2 separate regions of the Rattus norvegicus genome follow, and region 1 is linked to region 2. A link is a contact called in public Hi-C data. All regions are on one chromosome and are shown on one strand. Each heading gives the region's core, a stretch centred on a gene start, on an enhancer-like site or on the middle of the called end of the contact. The rest is flanking DNA. Distances are from core to core; before and after follow the strand shown.

Region 1 (2,700 bases), core at 115-2,614, 470 kb before region 2:
TCAAGCAGGGATTTTAGAGTCTCCAGTACCACAACGGAAGTGATAATCATCTTGCAAAGGTGATTTCCACTTTAAAATCCCGTCTGAAGTAGGAATGTGGGGGGCATATGCCTAAAATTTCAGGACTCGGGAGGCAGAGGCAGGCAGATCTCTGAGTTCAGGGTCAGCTTGGTCTACAAAGCAAGTTCTAGGACAGCCAAGGCTACACAGACACTCTGCCTCGAAATCACTGAAATGAAATAAAATAAAATTCCATGTGAAAAACCACCTGTTGATAAATTTGGGTCTTTTAAAATGAAAGCTCACCTACTTACAATAGTTTAAAAAAAATGGGCAAACTAGTATGTAAGCAAAATGAGACTCAAACATTCAGACTACAGGGTTAAAAAAGTAAAAAGCAAAGAACCAAAACAAAAGCACGAGAGAGAGTACTACGCCTAAATCGCTACACTCAAAACCACCACGATGTTCAAGTAAACGCTAAACTTGAAAACTAAAATTTAATCTGTTCTAGTGAGGGTACCTAGTCTGACATTTTACCTTTTGAGCGTCTTGGCTAACAAACTTAGCTCAAGATCAGTGCGGTTCATTTCTCGTAGTTGGGGGGCAATGCTTTCTTTATCACGCCTCTCTTTGCTTAGGTGCACTTCAATTAATGCAAGAGTCAAATCAATAGGCACCTTAAAGCAACGTGCCATTTCACTCTCCCTACAAGTTCTCTCGGGGCGGGGGGGGGGGGGGTCAGAACTCCAGTTCCTTAACCTCTTGGTGTTTCACTTTCCTTTTCACAGAAATCACATAGCCAGAGCACACTAGCCTGGGCAACCAGGGGCCAGGCACGTGAATGATCCCTAGGTGCAAGGGAGTTTGAAATGCAGACCCAGCGTGGGACGGCTGAATCAGACACGGCTCCTGGGGCCAGGTTTATCCTCCGCGCTGGGACCACTAGCTGGGTGAGGGGCACACAGCCAGGACCTCTCCCCGAGCTCCCCTGGGCAGGACCATACCTGCCGACCCAGGGGCCGTTACCTAACGAACCCGATCGTCCCGTGATCTCATCCAGTTCATCCTGTCCGGGAGCCAGGGCCGCCGGCGGCGACCGTAGCTGCAGCGTGCACCCATCCCGCCGAGCCTCCGGCCGCGCCCCCGCCGCGGCGCAGGCCCCGCCTCCGGCCCGCGCCTCCATCCTTCAGCCGCCGCGTTGCGGCTTCTCCACCTGCCCTATCCCGCCGCCCTAGCTCCCGCTGCTCCCGGCCCTGAGACCCCCATCCCAACTCCACCTTGTACGAGTCGGTGGCCAGCAGGATGTTGAACTCGGCTTCTGCCGCAGCATTCATCTCGGGCCAGAGCGGAGGCGCCGCGCCACGAGCTGCCCGGCGCGGCTGCGAGCAAGGAGAAAAATGGGCTTCGCTGCGCTCCGTTGCTTAAGTCACCGCTCGCTCGCAGGGGGGCGGGAGAGCAGGGAACCGAGCACGGGGAGGGGCCGGGAGGGCGGGCAGGTCCGTGACGCGGCGGCGGAGGAAAGCGCGCTACACGACCCAGCGCGCTCCGGCGGCTTTCCCGGCGGCTCCGCGCCCCGCCCATCCCGGGGATAAGGGGCGGGGCACGGCTGCGCGTGCGCAACGCAGGGGCGGGGGGTTGCCGAGGAGGACGTGAGGCACGCGCTCTGCCTCGGCGGCGCCCGCCCCAGGCCTAAAGCCGACAGTCACCCCAGCGCGTGACCTGGGCGCCTGCCTCTGAGGGGCGTGGTTTGATATAGGGGCGTGGCTTGGGCGTTCCCAGCCTCGCCCCTCCTGTCGTGAACCTCTTTGCCCGCCCCAGCCCGGACCTTCCTCTTGTCCTACCCAGTCCCTGCTCGTCCTGAGAGTCTTGTTGGAGTCACGCCACCTAGCTAAGGCCAAGGAGCCACCCACTCTTAGTTCCCGCACGCGCTGAATTACCTTTGTCTTTCGTTTGGACCGTGGATGGATCCTTTGGTCACCATCCGTCTTGTCGATCCTGATCCTCTAGATTTTCTTTTGAAATAAGAGGAGCTGCTTGAAGTCTGAGTTCCCCTGGTGCACGGCCTTGCTTTCCTCCCTGCTCTGTCTGTAGCTGAGCTCTTTGATCCTTTGAAGACTGACTTTTCCTGGAGAAAGTCTTAACAGTCCTTTGCACCTTGAGGGGAAGGTTAAATTCAACCCTCTCCGACAATGAAAGGACAAGACCAATTGAATCCAGTATTGTTGGGAAGTAAAAGGCATCCAGCCAAGTCTTAGACAGAGGATCTGTTTTTTCCTTTAAATCATTAAATCCTGGGGAAAGAGCTAGCAACCTTCCAAATAAGCGAAATGACGTCTGATGACGTCATCCAACTTTCATGAGCCAGTCCTCTTGTTTCATTTTCACATACATAGTTGCAATTTTTTTGGGGGGGGCATAAAACTAAAATTCCCTTTGCATGTTTAATAGCATTTAAGAATTCTAAGATTTAGGTTTTGTGGTTTTGTTTTTATAGAATAAAAGTAGTTAGTATTATTAAACTGGCACAAACTGCATCAAATTAGCAGTCTCTTTTTGCCTTTTACTTCCCAACAATATTATATTCAGCTTGGTCGTGTCCCTTCGTTGTCTGAGAGGGTTGAATTTAACCTTCCCCTTAAGACACAAAACACTGTTTAGACTTTTCTCCAGGAAAAGTCAAACAGCTTTCAAAGGATC
Region 2 (2,700 bases), core at 154-2,653:
CAGTCATAAGCTTGAAACTCTTAAAAGAGACGACCTTGATCAAAGCTTTGGAATCCAGTAAAAATTAGAAAACGAGTGGGCTTCAGAATACCCTGAGCGTACACCAGCACTTCACCAGGAAACATAGTCGATCTTCTGTCCAGAAAGTGGGGCTGACAGTCAAAAAGAAAACAGAAGGGGAATTAAGGAGCAAGTAAAATTCTGGCTTTATTACACAAGCACGAAAACAAATTCCTTTGGAGAAAAAAATTGAAAAAGTCTTCGGAGGACTTCCAGACCGGTGAGGTAGAGTCCAAGAGGGAGAAAATGCACGTGTCCCTCCAGGTTCTGGAGACGTCTCCATCCGGGTTGGGAAGCAAAGAGACTTCTGTCACGGGTCCGGCCGTCCCGTCTGGCCGCAGGCGTGGGGGCTGCACCTGTCCCGATCCCGGACCGCGGCGCCGCACCGCATCCAGGGGCCTAGTTCGCGCATAAAGTGCACCAAAGGGGGCCGGTTCTGTAAACTTTCGACTGACATTAGTCCGTTCCAGCGCGCGGAAGCTACCTCGGGCGGCGGCCGGCAGGAGGCGCCGCAACGCACATCACACCCGGGGCACCGGGAAGCGGCGGAGCCTCACCACCGGGTCCAGGTCCACTCGCAGCACTTGGCGCGCCCTGCGCCGCGCCACCGCCAGGCTGCGCTCGCCCCACACGTCGTCGCCGACGCGGATGGTCGGGAAGCTGGTCAGCGTCGGGGTGGCCGCCCTCCAGATCTCCTCCAGGGTGCGGCCCCCGAAGCAGGACGCGGGAGGCCCCGGCTCCGCAGCGGCGGGGCGCGGCCTGCTGGTGCCCGCAGCGGCCGGAGCTCCACGGCGCCTCCTCCTGGGCGTTGCGCGCGGGCGCGGCCGGCGCGCGGGGCGGCTGGCGGGCGCCGGGGGGTCGGGCACCAGTGCCCGGCACGAGGAGTAGCCGTAGACGTCCTTGCTGCGCAGGATGTGCGGGGAGAACTGGTGCTTGAGGCTGCAGAGGAAGCTCCAGAGCTCCGCTTCCGAGCTCATGAACTCCGTGCTGCTGGGCATGAAGAGCTTGAAGGCGTCGCCCAGCGCCTCCGTGCTGCCGGCTAGCGACAGTTGCGACCGCGAGTACACCACCTTCTCCTCCAGCGCCTCCAGACCGGCCCCTCCTTCCGCTCCGTAGCCGCCGCCCCAGGCGGCCCGGGGCCGGCGCCGCCGCCTCTTCACGCCGCGTCGCATCGGAGGCCGCTCGGGGCCGCCCGCCGTCCCCGTCTGCGCCCCGCTCCTCCGCGCTCGCTGGTGCTGGCGCCTTCCGCCCGGCGCCGCTCGCTACTTTTCTCGCCTTGCCGCCCCTCCCCCTCGGGGCGGAGGACGCGCTGGATGTCCTGTGGCCGGGCTAAAGATGGCGGCGGCGGCGGGCGCCCACCCCGGGGCTTTGTCATTGGACGGCGCCCGCCCCCTCCCCTGGCTTCTCTTTCTTCTCTTCTCTTGCCTCCTTTCGCCCTCAGCCTTTCTTTAAATGGGCCCGCCTTAGTCCCCGCCTACCGCGGCCTCGGCTCCTCCCATTGGGTGCTCTCAGAATGAAGGGCGGGGACTTCTGGGAGAGAGGCCAGTTCCTGGAACATGGTGCCTGTGGTGGGTAATGGTGATGGTCCTGGAAGGCCAGTCAACCATTGGATGGGTCCAAGAGGGTTGCCCTGTCAAGAGAAGGAAGTGGGTAGGCGTGAGCTCCATGTTTGGGGGCGTTGTGGGTGACTGGGTGCAGCTGTGGGTTGAGCTGGGGTAGTCTACCAGTCTGAATAGTGAGAACCCAAGACCTGATAGCCTAACAGCCCAGAGAGTTGGGTCTAAAACTAGAGGGGATGAGCATTTCACGAGTCCCTTCTAAAGTCTCAAATCCTACTTTGGCACCTTCATATGCTTTGCCTCTCCTGACCCCATCTTTCAAGAAGACTAAGCATTCAGGCATTTATGACAGTTTCCTTCTGGGCAATGGAACCATCTTGGCACATTTAGGAGATACCGATCATTGGGAAAGAAAGACTTTATGAACTAAAAGAGTCTGCTCAAGTTGAACAAGCAGCAATGGCAGCAAAGCCATTCTGCTGAAAGAAAATATATTTTTTTTAAATCAGAATGCTATTTCATATTTCAGTTGGTATTAAATTGCCCATTTGCTGCACCATCTCTATCCTTGATGTAGTATTCCTCATAATCAATAAGATTCTTTGAGAAGAATACATTCTTAAGAATGGATTACCTTTTGTATTTGGGAAGACAGTAGTAGACATTCTTTTTGTCAGTTTCTCTATTCACACTCAAGCCGCTGCCTATTCACGTAATAGGCACTGAATGCATACCGAATGAATGTACGAAATAGCACCGACCGTTTGAAATGGAGTGCAGCCCTGAAATTGCTTAGAACGAGGTAATTATATATTTTGCATTTATATTGCAGTTTTCTTTGAAGTCCTTTAGACGTCATTATTCCTCATGCTGGGGATCGAACCCAGAGCCAGAGCCTCACACATACAAAGACAGGACCCTACTACTGAGCTATACCCTCCAGCCCATAAGATTTCTGTAAAATGTTTAAGGTTTTCTAAAAAAAAAAAAAAAAAAATTACATGTCCTGCTGCTAGAATGTTCTTCAGTAAGCATCTTTATTTTGCAGCACACAATGCCAAATTTTTGTGATTTACATACA

What was found. A called contact is a pair of places that touch in the nucleus more often than the background predicts.
Region 1: a Hi-C map of frontal cortex shows a contact between it and region 2, with 3 times the contacts expected there. The contact joins the promoter of Nampt here to the promoter of Ccdc71l in region 2. A contact is called at or near these places in 2 of 12 Hi-C or Micro-C datasets (the A7r5 cell line and frontal cortex).

What each region holds. Positions count from the first base shown.
Region 1 is chr6:55,151,420-55,154,119 of GRCr8, reverse strand. It overlaps Nampt (nicotinamide phosphoribosyltransferase), which reads right to left and starts at 1,364. Exons shown (of 11, transcript NM_177928.3): 1 at 1,281-1,364. The coding sequence starts at 1,337.
Region 2 is chr6:54,686,177-54,688,876 of GRCr8, reverse strand. It overlaps Ccdc71l (coiled-coil domain containing 71-like), which reads right to left and starts at 1,403. Exons shown (of 1, transcript NM_001399142.1): 1 at 1-1,403. The coding sequence starts at 1,232. The coding sequence ends at 582.